Linked DNA regions of Mus musculus: all the other regions are linked to region 1. A link is a contact called in public HiChIP or PLAC-seq and promoter capture Hi-C data. All regions are on one chromosome and are shown on one strand. Each heading gives the region's core, a stretch centred on a gene start, on an enhancer-like site or on the middle of the called end of the contact. The rest is flanking DNA. Distances are from core to core; before and after follow the strand shown. Region 1 holds the start of Kit (KIT proto-oncogene receptor tyrosine kinase). Region 2 has its middle 130 kb from the start of Gm32558. Region 3 has its middle 81 kb from the start of Gm32558. Region 4 has its middle 130 kb from the start of Gm24502.

What was found. Promoter capture Hi-C pulls out the DNA fragments that hold promoters and counts their contacts. HiChIP or PLAC-seq counts read pairs in DNA pulled down with a chosen protein or histone mark.
Region 2: an H3K27ac HiChIP or PLAC-seq map of the HPC-7 cell line shows a contact between it and region 1, with 8 times the contacts expected there. The contact joins the enhancer-like site here to the promoter of Kit in region 1. A contact is called at or near these places in 2 of 39 promoter capture datasets (both in liver), 1 of 484 Hi-C or Micro-C datasets (nephron progenitors) and 9 of 115 datasets of contacts at active chromatin or transcription factors (the HPC-7 cell line, cardiomyocytes, embryonic basal ganglia and 6 more).
Region 3: a promoter capture Hi-C map of the HPC-7 cell line shows a contact between it and region 1, with 2.8 times the contacts expected there. The contact joins the enhancer-like site here to the promoter of Kit in region 1. A contact is called at or near these places in 6 of 39 promoter capture datasets (3T3-L1-derived adipocytes, the HPC-7 cell line, hematopoietic stem and progenitor cells and 3 more), 7 of 484 Hi-C or Micro-C datasets (the G1E-ER4 cell line, cumulus cells, group 2 innate lymphoid cells and 3 more) and 4 of 115 datasets of contacts at active chromatin or transcription factors (embryonic forebrain, fetal liver, large pre-B cells and 1 more).
Region 4: a contact with region 1 is called in a promoter capture Hi-C map of the HPC-7 cell line, with 6 times the contacts expected there. The contact joins the enhancer-like site here to the promoter of Kit in region 1. A contact is called at or near these places in 2 of 39 promoter capture datasets (the HPC-7 cell line and HPC-7-derived erythroid cells), 1 of 484 Hi-C or Micro-C datasets (nephron progenitors), 5 of 115 datasets of contacts at active chromatin or transcription factors (embryonic forebrain, embryonic stem cells, fetal liver and 2 more) and 1 of 9 other capture datasets (pancreatic islet).

The regions. Positions count from the first base shown.
Region 1 is chr5:75,573,283-75,576,480 of GRCm38.p6, reverse strand. Kit (KIT proto-oncogene receptor tyrosine kinase) reads right to left here and starts at 1,494. Exons shown (of 21, transcript NM_001122733.1): 1 at 1,363-1,494. The coding sequence starts at 1,429.
Region 2 is chr5:75,807,221-75,810,418 of GRCm38.p6, reverse strand. No RefSeq gene overlaps it. Among named protein-coding and RNA genes, the nearest start is that of Gm32558, 130 kb to the right of the region's middle. Within about 2 kb of position 1,663, at least 28 of the 459 cell types and tissues checked have an H3K27ac peak or open chromatin away from gene starts, as enhancers often do. A contact at or near this core is called in the HPC-7 cell line, where this site is marked.
Region 3 is chr5:75,755,048-75,758,245 of GRCm38.p6, reverse strand. No RefSeq gene overlaps it. Among named protein-coding and RNA genes, the nearest start is that of Gm32558, 81 kb to the right of the region's middle. Within about 2 kb of position 1,760, at least 9 of the 459 cell types and tissues checked have an H3K27ac peak or open chromatin away from gene starts, as enhancers often do. A contact at or near this core is called in the HPC-7 cell line, where this site is marked.
Region 4 is chr5:75,427,728-75,430,925 of GRCm38.p6, reverse strand. No RefSeq gene overlaps it. Among named protein-coding and RNA genes, the nearest start is that of Gm24502, 130 kb to the left of the region's middle. Within about 2 kb of position 1,460, at least 2 of the 459 cell types and tissues checked have an H3K27ac peak or open chromatin away from gene starts, as enhancers often do. A contact at or near this core is called in the HPC-7 cell line, where this site is marked.

The DNA.
Region 1 (3,198 bases), core at 245-2,744:
GAGATGCTGGCCATCTGACGCCTTATTGCAGCGTGCAGATTGTCTCTAGCCTATAGCATCAAGGTAACCTAAAAGGGTTTCTGGTTTTTGTTTTGAAAATGACCTAGGAGGGAGCAGGGCTTCAGGACTAAGCAGGCAACCTGCACGGGCAGTGCACCAGCGACACCTGGCAAAAAAAGGGGCAGGGCTGAGGAGCTCCGGAACCTTAAGATCTTGAGACCCAAGTTACCCTGCAAAAGGTAACAAGATTTTCCCAACAGCTTGAAGAAACAAATGCTATTTGCAGAAAGCTTACCCCTTCTCCCCCACCCCCTAGCCTCCCCAGGCAGCCCTGAGTATGGCTATCACGTGGGAGAGGGTTTCTGGATCTCGGGATTCCCCTCCAAAAAAAAAAAAAAAAAAAAAAAACGGCCACCTGCGATTACAAGTCGCATACACTGAAACCAGAGGTTTCCAAAGCTGGGGAGAACTGACTCGGTCCTGGTCCAGCGCGCACGAGGTGGCAAGAACAGCTGCGTCCCCGCACGCAGTCCCTGATTCCCAGAAGCTGGCGACCAACGTAGGCTACAGCAGCTCCCTGGCGCGTGGCAGCAACGAACACCGTGCGGCTGCAGAGAGGGGCGAGCCCCTAGCACGAGATTTACAAAAGGAAAAAGTCTGCAACCTAGCGGCTGCTCGCCACACGCCCGGCTCAAGTTGTCCCCATAGCCGCCACCTACAGGCTCGTGGGGTCCCGCCCCAGAGCCTCACGCCGCGTGCTCCCCGTGCAAAAAACGGAGTTGGGTGGGGGCAAGCAAGCCCGAGATTCGTCTCCTCGGGTGGCGCCGCGCACGATGAGAGCGGCTGCAGTTGCGTCCCCAGCACTGTGCACAAAGAGCGCCCGAGGTGGGGAAGCAGCGGCCGCAAGAAAAGGCTCTCCAACTTTGCCCGGCGTGTGTCCGGGACCCGTGGGCTGGTTGTCCCAGGCGTCGGTCACCCACGCGCAACTTTTAACAAAAAGGAAGCCGTGGCCGCACCTCGCTCGGAGAGAGGACGCTCTCGGTGCGAAGCCCGAGGCCGCCCGCCCCTGCCACCCGCGCGCAGTCGGCACAAAAGCATCACCAAACTCGCCCGCAGCCTGCAGCTCGCTGCCTGGGTTCCCAGAAGACCCTCGGCCCCGGGTCTCCACCACCCGGGCTGAGGTCTCTCAGCTCAGGTGAGCGAGGCGGGCCACCAGAGTCCCGCGGCCGCCTACCACCTTCGAGGTGGTAGGCATGGGAAAAGCCAACAGCTACCACTCCGGACGCACCCAGGTGGCACCCCTCCCGGACCCGGGCTGCGCCCACAGAGGGTGCAGTCCTCTTGTCTGCCGCTCTTTCCCACCTGTCTGGCCACGGAGCAGGACCAACAGGACGCAGAGCAGATCCCAGGCGCCGCGAGCGCCTCTCATCGCGGTGGCTGCGCTAGACTCTGAGCTCCTCTCTCTGCTACAGCTCTCGCCCAAGTGCACCGAGCGCGGCAAAGCCGAGCCCCCAGAGCCACTAGCGGCGCGCGACAGCCCCTCCTCCAGCCCTCCTCCCAGCTCGTGGCCACGCCCCTCCCTTCTCCCGCCCGGGTCGCACTCCCTCCCGCTGCCTAGTGCCCGGGGCTCTCGGGCTGCAATAAGCTGATCCCGGGGGCGCTGTGCCCTCTAAGACCAGGAGCCCCCACAGGCCCTCCACCCTGGATCCTCTTCCTCCTAGCACTCTCCCTCCATCGGTGGTCCTTCAGTCCAGGCGGCTGGCTGGCCACGCAGGTGCTGCCCGCGCTTTGTGAAGCCCAGCGCCACGAGCGCATTAGGTACGGGCCAGCCACCTGGCAGGTGCTCCCTAGACAATAAAGGACAACCACCGGTCCCTCCAGCAAGCTCCGGAGCGGGGAGAATATATTCGGCTTATGGTGGAGGTGTTACTAGTCGGGATTGCCGGGCGAAGGGATTAGGAAACTGGGTCCCCAACATTTATTTCTGTTCCTGTTGGTAGAGGAGGACGGATCGTGGCACCCCTGACCTCAGTAAAAGACCGAGCCCACGTTTAAGTAATTTTTCATGCTCAGTTTCTCCACCTGCTGCGAAACCTGTAAGAATACAGCTGATTTCTATTGGCCAGCGTGGACCTCCACCCAGCCAAGCTCCTGCTGAGACTTGTGGAAACTGGGCCAGTGGACTACAGAGGCATCCTGTGAAGGAGTTAGCTTTGAAACTCGGTTTTTAAAACCTATTTGCATTTGGGTGCCTTTTCTCTTGTGTTAATTATTTTTTTAATCTCACCCTCAACACCCCCCCCCCGCCCCATCCCCTCTGAGTCCCCCTTTCCCCAACTCGATCCGACTGTGGTCTGCCTTAGGAGCAAGATAAAAGCAAAATAATTTCCTTTTAAAGTTTTTTTTTAATGTGTATGAGTGTTTTACTTACATGAATATGTGTGTGTGCCACGTGTGTGACTAGTGCCCAGGGAGGTCAGAAGGATGTCAGATCTCCTGAAACTAGAGTTACGGATGCTTGTGTATCATCTTGTGGGTGCCTGGAGCCCAACTACTCTTGTTCTTTGTTTGTTTCTTTGTTTGTTTGTTTGTTTGTTTCGAGACAGGGTTACTGGCTGTCCTGGAACTCACTTTGTAGACCAGGCTGCCTCGAACTCAGAAATTCGCCTGCCTCTGCCTCCCAAGTGCTGGGATTAAAGTCATGCGCCAACTTTCTTGTTCTTAACTAATTGACCCAACTCTCCAACTCCTAAAGTAATTCTCTTAAGACAATTTCTACCTAGGGACATTTCACAGTCACTGTGGCTATCCGGGGGTGGACAGTAACAATCTGGGTTTTTATAGTATCCGGGTCTACAGTTAACGTTATGAAGTAGAGAAGATAAACGTTTGTTTTGGGGGTTCTTTAAGTCCCAAGATTGTACACTTAATAGTGTTTAAGTGTGAGACCTCAAACCAATATTTTTTCTGGTATCGTTTCCCCACATATTTTTTTATAATTTGTTTACTTATTTATTATTTGTTTATTGAAGGTGCTTCATGTGGGTGTCAGAGAACAACTTTGAAGAGTGTGTTCTTTCTCTCCACTGTATAGGTCCTGGGACTCAGGCACCTTCCAGCTTGGTAGCAAGAGCCCTAGACGGTCCAAATGAGTGGTCTCACTGGCATCCTGACAAATGGATTAAACAGCCCTACAGA
Region 2 (3,198 bases), core at 414-2,913, 230 kb before region 1:
TAGATGAAACAGGGTCACCAGAGCATGTCCTGTGAAATAGTGTCAGCTTTAACTGATGAAGGAAGCTTTGTCCCATGTACCCAAGGTAAAACGGCAGTAGAAAGGGCTTCTCTTTGTCTTACTTTATTTATCCCAAGATCCGGAAAGCCCGAAGGGAGACACAGAACCCAGAAGCAGGGAAGGATGGCAGCAGCAGGACTGTCCCCCACCCACAGGTGACATCCACCTATTCCTGCTTTGCATTCGATCCTTTCTCATGTGCGTGAAGAGCCTCAAAAAGGATCCTGCTGTGGCCGAACTGGTCTTTCTGACAACAGCACAGTCTCCATGAGCGCTCTGTCTGAGACAGTGCTGTTTTCCATCAGCAATGCTTTTCGCAGGTAGAGGTGACATACATCTGACCCTAAGTCCCCCGGAGTGAGAGAAAGGTGTCAACCCAGGTGATGTCTGTTCCCACATGCTCAGAACCCTGGGAGCCATCTTTAAAATGGGGAGAAAAGAAAATAATTTCTACGAAGCTGGCCTGCATCTAAGAGCTTTATATGTATTAAATCATTCGATATTCTCAGCTTGTAAAGGAGGGGCTACAGCTCCCCCTTTCTCCAGTGATGCTGGACCTCAGTTTGATTAATTGTCCCACCCAGGAAGTGTCTCTACTCTTCTAGGAAAGTGGCTTTGGCTGCGTACATGTGTATAGCACTAGGCCCATGGTAATTATTTCTTTTTTATTTCTGCACTGTAGAACCTTCTGGGAAGAATAAGGATCCGAGAGGGAACAGACAGAAAATGAATTAGTGGATTCTGGTGCCGCCTTCAGCTGCCATGTTATTATGTTGTTATGGGACTTTGAAAAAAAAATTAGTACTTAAGTCCACAGCCAATCTCGTTAAGCCAGTTTCCTGACCATGTGGCCCCAGACACGTAGAAACCTATGTCGTTATTGTTGTTTATCCTCCAGACTGTGTTGACATGTGCAGGGACCTTCACTTTTCTTAGGAACATTGCTTTACTTGGAATCTTTGCATTTCATTAGAAGATGAGACAACCAGAATGGTGGCCCAGCTCTCTCAACGCGCTCAAAGGTTCCATCTAGCACAAGCTAGAGGCCAAGCTTCAAGGCACGGCCACTGGATCACAGCGTCAGCACACTGGGATCTTGTTAGCTGTGACCTGGCTAGTCCCACTTCAGACTCCCGGAAGCAGCAGCTCCACAGACGAGGCCAGGAAGCCATGGGTGTAGCGGGCCCTCCACGTGCCTCTCATGCACGCTCAACTGTGAGGCCCCTGTACTTCCTGAAACCTTTTTTGGAAGAAAAAGCTGAAGCATGTTGAATTCATCCAAATGAAAGTGAGCCTCAACACAATGAATTATTCCAGCCACGGAGAATACGACATCTGCCAGAAGATATTTGGAAGAAGTGAATTGGTTAATGTTGCTCCGGGTTTGAGCAAACGTAAGCGCATTCTCACAAAGAGTCATTGCAATTCGGGTCTTTCACAAGGCTTAGTAGTTTCCTCTTCTTATTATTCTGACAAAATGCTTGACAAAAGAGACTTAAGGAAGGAAACGTTTGTTTTGGCCCAAGCTTTGAGGGTACAGTTCATCAAGGCAGTGATGTCTTGGCTTCAGGAGCTTGAAGCAGCTGATCACATGACTCGGGGGCAGGGCGGGGGATGGGTGGTGCTCAGTTCTCTTTTTCTTCTCTTTCCTCTTCTATGACATCCAGGTGGGGCTGGGGAGGAAGAGCCTGCCCAGATCAAGAGTGTGGTTGAGGCAGGTCCAAACCCCAGTAATCTTGTCCTGAGTTTGGCGGGAGGATCACTGCTCCCCTGACCCAGGCACAGGTAGCCAGGTCGCACTGTCCAGTAGCCAGGTTAAGCTTCCGCTCCACTTATAAGGTCGTGTTCAGCCGCACCTGGAATTCCTCCTTATGCAAATGAGGCAGCCCCAGCACCTTGGCCTCAGCCAAAGATGTACACACACCCGGGAAGCCCCTACCCACCTTCCAAAGGCATAAATTGCTGTCTCACTCACGCTTCCTCCCTGAGAGTCTGTTCTCTTTGCATTCACCTCTGCTGGAGGCTTCTTCTGCTCCTGGCCATTCCTGCCTTTATTTCCTCTCAGGAGGGGAAACAGAACCTGAGCAAACATACTGGTTCCCTGCTCACGAGAGGGTGCTGCTCAGTTTGGGTCTTTCCTCCTCAATTCAACCTTTTAGGAAATATCATCACACCTGTGCGCATGCTCACACACACACCAGTTTGTCTCCTTGGTGATTCTAAATCCTGTCAAAGTGACAATAGAGTTTAGTCACCCCAGAAGACATTCCCAGTCATTAAAACGGGATCTAATATTCTGCTATGTCCACAGAGTGGAGAATGGATATTCTTTATGAGGTAAATATAGTTGAAATTTTAGGAGGCCAATTAAGTAGGTATCTTTTTGTTCCTGACGAACTGACAAATAAGAAAGAAAGGTTAAAAGGAGATAAAATTTCATTTATTTCAAAGCATAGAGTAGCAGTGGGTCTGTGTGTTCCAGGTTCTTTTTCCCTATGTACGAACCCCAGGCACTGGCTTAATGCCACTCATCATCTGCTTGTGATGGAGAGTTGGCCAAGCTGTTAAGTACATTCCACTTGGGTCTTGCATGTGGTTGTCATCATGTGACCAGCAGTTTTGCAGGAAGACTCTGATAGCCAGGGCTAGAATGGCCCTCCTCATCCATCCAATACTCTCTCTGACCAGGGATCTCAGAGTACACAAATCTCCTTCATAGCAACTGTAGGGTCCTGAAGAGAGAGCTCTGAGAGAATTCAATAGAAGTCATACAGCTCTTTAGCCAGCCCTGGGAGCTACACAGCACCACCTCTTCTGCAGATCTCTATTTATCAAAGCAGTCACAAAACTTCTTCCCAGGCTCAAAGTGTAGCTCTTGGCGGGAGGCATGTCAAAAACCATGCAGCTGTATTTTCAAATGCTACAGCGTGCCCACATATGGCTCTCTAACACACACCCTCCCAAGTGAGGTTATATATCTACTGTTTGTCATGACCAAGATTCCCACAGAGTTTTTTTTTTAAGAGCTAGGTCTCCCAGAGAACATGTTCAACTTCCTTTGCAAATGTGTTTATCATAAAACTGCTTCTGAGCTCAGGAGAAGGGATAAGAAGACTTTAGAGGGGCATACTACAAGAG
Region 3 (3,198 bases), core at 511-3,010, 180 kb before region 1:
CCCGATAAACAAAACCAAGGAGTTCACCTCCCCTGACTTCCCAAGTTGAAAAGAAAAAAAAAAATGACGCTTCAGAGCAACAGGGAAGCTTTGGAAGAAAAAAAAATCTATGGAGACAGGTTCAGTATACAGAAATCTTGGGACGGGGGAACAGGTGGCTTAGTTGCTACACAGGGGACAGAGGGTCCCAAGACTGGGAGGCTTCTTTATGCCTTTATGGAAAGGAAGGTTAAAAAAAATAATCCTAGCTGACCACCCATGGCCCTCAGCCCCTCTCAAGTTATGCTGGAACGTTTAGAGGAGCTGTTAAGAAAGTACGTAAGCGATCAAATGAATGCAGTACAGTTTTTTTAATTGGATGTCTATTTTTATGTATCACAGAATGTATCTGAATACATTCTAAAAATAGCCACGGAGATCTGGGAAGGTGGATCTTAGCGGTGCGCAGAAACTGCGGCTCTCACAGGCCTTTTGCAGGATATGGACGTTAAAACTCAAGTCGGCACGCAGGTTGCTGAGGGCTCTGCTCCAGGAATCTATTGTTTTTCCCCACCCCAGTGCAGAGGCCCCTGAGCCAGGAAAGGGGTAGCAAACTCAGTTTCCATAAAATAATAATAATAAAAAACAAGGATAAACATAGGAGTTGATTATTCTGGAGATAAGTAAGGGATCCTGATCAATTCTGACGTAAGAACAAAGATACGGCTTTAGGCTTCACAGAGCATCCAACCTCAAGGGTCTTCCTGTATCCTAATAACTCATACATCAATTCTACAGCATGGCTGGGCCGAAGGATTGGCTTAGTTACGTGTTTCAACCTGCTCCTTAGAGACGGGACACAGGCACCTGTGCTGTGCTGGTTAAACTGTGTTCATTGTAGCGCAGCTCTCTTGTGATTATACAGGTTCATATGATAGATTTTGACCAATGAGTATTGAGAATATTTAATGGTGTCACTTTCCTGTCACCTTGTAAGCACACCAGGCTTCTTGGTGGAGCAGTGTTGGAGAGATGGTCCTTCTGTCAGTCTGAATTCCGAGGTCTGTGGTGAGTGGGACTTCTCCACTGTACTGTGAAGGCCAGGAAGTATGATGGTGCTCTGACCTGCTTTGTGCTGTTATAATAGAATACTACGGATGTAGCAACTCATAAAGGAAAAATATTTACTCCTTAACGTTCTGGAAGCTGGAAAGTTCAATGTCAAGTCTGGCACCTCATGAGGGTCTTCGTGCTCCACATGGTGGATCATCCTGTGGTGGAAGGCAGGAAGGCAAGAGAACAAGGCAGGGATGAACTTGCTCTCTTACAGGGACTCCACTCACACGGAGGCCACCCTGCCTCTGCAGTAACAACCTTCATCTGGTCGTGAAGGCAGAATCCCCACGACCCAGTGGCTTCCTGAAGTTCCCTGCTCACCACACTGGCAAGTGGGATTCCGTCTCAGCACCCGAACTCAGGTGGGCACACTCAAGCATCGTGAATGGCAAGTAACCCCTCCTTGGGTTAAGCCTCGGCACATTTAGAGTTGCTTCTTCTTCACTGGCCAGAGAGGCAGTTACACTTTAAGTGCCTATATAAGATGATATTGAAAGGCCAAAGTGGCTGCTTGGATCCACCCATAGCCTGACCTCACTAAGATAGCTAAGATAGAGTGGATTTTAGGGCAGGAGCTGGGAAGGCTGTAGTCAGGTTCCATTCAGCGCAGGACCTCGGCTGCTGTCACTTCCCAGTCAACGAGCAGAGCAAGCAAGGCAGAGGAAGCAAGCACAGCCAGGGCTCAGAAGCCACAGGACTCAAGTCTGTGTGCACTAATGGGCGTCAATCTAGCTCTTTTCACAGGCTCGGCTTTTTTGTGTGTCTGCTTTTTTAAATGACATTTTGACTGTTGGCCAATTTGAATCCCTTTCCTTCCACACCCTGAATCTAGTCCGGGACTCTTGCATACACTTGAGTCCGTGTTTGGACAGTTTAGATGATGTGTTCTCCAACCCACTGTTTAGCTGCACACTTTAATGACAGGCAAGGATGAATGGGGAAGCTTGGCATGTGTCAGGCTGGGAATGTAGGGATGGAGTTTCTGAGGGTACAGAGGGAGAAGCAGATTGTCCTGAGCTTGGCAGCAATGTCACACGGTGAGCTCCGCCAGCCTGGATGCTCTGTTACTTCCAGACCCAGCACCTTTTGGAAAAAAATGCAAACCAGACCCGAAACACAAGTAAAATGAGAGAGAGAGAGAAGGGAAAAAAAGAACCAAAAAATCCTCTACTTTGCAACACCTAGTGATTTGGGAACAATTCTTTCAAGTGGGCATTTTTAAAACAGTGACATTTAAACATGGTCCGACATTGTTTCCCCATTGCCGGTTCCCTTCCATTGATGGGCATCTCATTATTAAGCATCTTATTATTAGCACAAAATGCTTTCTGTAGAAACATAAAGGCAAAGATGCTTATTAATCAGAAACTGAATTTCCTATTCAGGCACATAATCAGAGATCTTGGGAAGTGTGAACATGCTTATTTGGTTAGAAGGACTGAGAGCGGCTTCCTCTGGGGGCATTTGATCTGCGGGGATAATGACATCCTGGGAAAATATACTGTGAGACCTGAAAAACACTACCTACAGCTCAGCTGTCCTGTGTATCTCACCCGGAGACTCATGGAAGACCCAATGGACTCCTGCAGAAGGAGATGCGAGGGTGTCAAGAACTGCTGAGCCCTGCGTATCGTCCCCATGGATTTGCCTGGACTTCCAGCATCACAGATCCATTCCTTCTGCCCCTAGGCATGGCAGATCTTGGTAGAGGTGATGTAGTTAGGGATTATATCCACAGACTGTGAACTCATGCCTCCTGAAGTTGAATTCAGCTTTTCTACTTATTAGTTGTGTAACCTTGGGTAAGTTACCAAGTTACCCAAGATTGAAGTGCCATGCAAAGAAGGTGGTGAGGCTCTCGATCTGAGGAGATATTCCAGGCCTGCCGTATTCGCCTGGGCAAGGATTTGGTCTGGCTAAGGATTTTATCCCTGCAGTATAGCTTTCCTATGGTCTTGTGTGGTCCTAAAATCACCCAAACACAGTCCCCAAAGGCTCACAACCTGGAGGAATATAGGCATGGAAGGACTGGACAGATGAAGCCAGTTCGTTGTTCACGGACAGGTCTTGGAGGACCAATGTACCATGCGCCTGATTACTTCT
Region 4 (3,198 bases), core at 211-2,710, 150 kb after region 1:
GACTCGCTAGTGGCTACACCACTGAAGAAATCACCTCTCCCTCCTCCAGCAACCATTGATTCTCACAGTTTTACTTTTTACTCTCTCCGTGATTGACATCTAGATTTTTAGTTTGCCTATTAAGAATAAAACTGCTATGGCCATTTGCATATATGTCTCTCTGTTGCATTTTAAAATTTTTCTCTGGGGTAAAATTTCTTGGAGAGGAGCTGCTGAGTCATTTGGTAAGTTATGTTCTACTTTGTAAGACAAAGGAGACACCCATTAATATCACTTTACATTCAGAGTAACCATGCAAGTTCTTCCCTCACTTCCTCCCTGTCAACAGGGAAACAGTGGAGTTTCACTACATTAAGACAAAACTGGAACAACCAGTGTACACACAGAGCAAAGGTCTCAGGAAAGCAATGGGCACTGCTTTTTGTCTAGGCTCACCAGGGCTCTTTCTGTAGGGCCATTCCTGACCCAGAGTTCCACCACCACTGGCATCAGTACTGGTTTGTATTAGTCGTCTAATGCTGCTGTAACAAATGCTGACGTACAGACCAGTGATGTGTTTCCACAGTTTGGGAGCTACAAGTCTGATATCAGGTATCAGCAAGGTTTGTGTTCCTGAGGCCCATCACCTTGGTGGTCTGGGTGGCTACTCTCTCTCTGTGTCTTCCTACGGTCATCTCGCTGTGTGTCTGAGCCCTAGTCTCACATACAACACAGACATATTGGAGTGACGTGTGAAAGGCTCACACTTCAATACAGGCATTTGGAAGAACACAATTCAGCTCCTCCGAGCAGTGTTCATTGTGTACTGTGGCCATGTTTTTGTCCTTTGTGGAAACGATGGTATATTAAGTAGAAAGTAGCTTTTTGCTTATTGTTGTGGTTTAGATTTTAAACATCTCCCCGAAGCTCATATGTTTATGGTTTGGACCCAACTGTTGGTGCTGTTGGAAGGTAAGAGAGACTTTAGGGATCAGGGCCCAGTTGGTGGAAGTAGTAGGAGGGAGAATTCACTTTCTCTTAGGGTGTGGCCCCTGGCAAGTAGACTGTGCTCTGGTGGATGAAGTACACCCAGGAATTTATGGGTGACATTGGACTCAATAGGTTATTTTGTAAAAAGAAGACAAGAAGTAGAGACAGGTAGGAAGGTGGATCTGGGAGGAATTAGGGAACACAGTAGGGGTGAATATAATCAAGGTACATTGAAACTCTCAAACGAGCAATAAATATATTTTTAAAGATTAAAACTAGGAGGCATTTCTTCCTTGATCTGTCTTAGAGATTATCTCTAAGGTCACCCAGGCTTTCTGAAGCCTTTAACTAAAACGGACTTAAAATCTTCACTTTAATCTCCCCAATCATTGCTGCTATCTATGCAACATCGGAGAGGATGTGCACATCCATCTTTGTCAAGGCTGCGGCTGCCCGGCGGCTGCTACCCACTTTGCCTTGTGGTTTTACCACGATCTCCTGGGAAGCCCTCCGACCCCTTCCTGCAAGCCAGGCCCTGCTGGCTCAGGGGGCCTCTCCCTTTATGCCTTCCCTTTTATTTCTCACTTCTGCACTTTTAACTCCCTCAGATCCTAATTCAACTGTCCTTGAATACTCTCAATGCTGTTTTGAAAAGTCATTTTTCCCCCATCCCTTCTTTCTCTCTGTGGCAAGGAAGCCACGAAGACAGAGCAGGCTGCTTTTCAGCAAACAATGTGTTTGCTCTTCTGTTTACTTATGAATTTTACTTTCCAATGGTGGAAAAGTTTCTCTGCCACCCACCCACCCGCCCCTGCTCCCGAGGCTGAGCATTATCAACTCCTATTTGCATTTAAGAAAACCTGGAGCAATTGGGAAAGGAAAACAGGCAAATGAGAACTGGTTTGTTTATAGCAACTGCAGATGAGGCGGCTCACAGTTGCTTTCCCACAAAAGGCCAGAATGCAGTTTTCACTGCTGTTCACAGGTAAGTAATCTATGCACAGCTCCTTACCTTGCAATCAAGAGGTTATACACTCGGGGCACCTTCTATAAGAAAGGATACACAGATATATTGCTTTTTTTGCCAATGTTACAAAACATAGCTCATGCATAAATTACTAGCCTACTTCCCACCCCCCATATGTGCGCTCGACTCAGTCCCTTCAGGACCTTCTGAGTAGGCTGTGCAAGCCAGAGGTCCCCAAAGCTTATGCTTCATTAGCATCATAGTAAATATGCTTCTAATTGTAATAAATGCCTAAGGAATTTGCTTGTTTACTGTTTGCCTCCGGTACCAGGGCTGAAGCCAGCTCACTGTATACGTGGTGGAGCCCACTTTCCCCGTGCAGTGCTCTAGTCTACAGTCAATAAATATTTGTTAAGTGAAATTAATTGCTGGCAGTCAGGAAGAGTGAATGACAACTGTGATGGGTGTCTCATAACTAATGACAATGGGGACTGGTGTCCCATAACTACCGGTGAATGCAACTATGTTTGCAACACGCGTGGAGCTGGGTGAACCGTTTGAGGTGGTTAACAAATCACTTTGACGTTATGTACTGGGGCTGCCTAGGTCATCTTCCCCTGAGGAATGGCTTCTCTCCAAGCTCTCTCCCAGGACCTCGCATAGCAGCTGAGGCCATTCCTTTACCAAGAGTGGTGCGGATGGCCTTCCAGGATTTCTGGAAGTCCTGAGTCCAAGGCCTGCAGCTGCAAGACCATTGGCCAAGCCCAGAGGTGGGGAGTGGAGTGACCTTTATAAAGAACTTCAAGGCTTATTCTTTCTTACGGACTTGCCAGTGGAAGACATGATGATCATTGACCTTTTCCTAAGGACACTCTTTAAACTGTCACCAGAAGAAGGCTTACAGTACAATGGAGAAGAGTCTACTTTCCCTCAGAGGATGAACCGCCTGCTGACATCCCACCTCTGTAGATGCTCTGAGACAGGAGCCATCTGTACCAGCAGTGATCTGGGGATGCATTCCCAGGGAGAGCGCAACATCCCTTTTGAAAGGAGGGCCATCAGCAGAGTCATCTAGAGAGTAGGGTGATGCCTCTGCCTGCACCACACAGCATCTGGCTCTTGGCAGGGGCTCCACACCCACTGCTGAAAAAGCTAAGATTGAGTTTCTATTTTTTTTGTCTCTCTGCCTTGGGCAACTTTGCTTTGATGCTTTCAGGATTTGGGCATGTGAGCTGGGGTGAGGACCTTAATCAGGACATGAT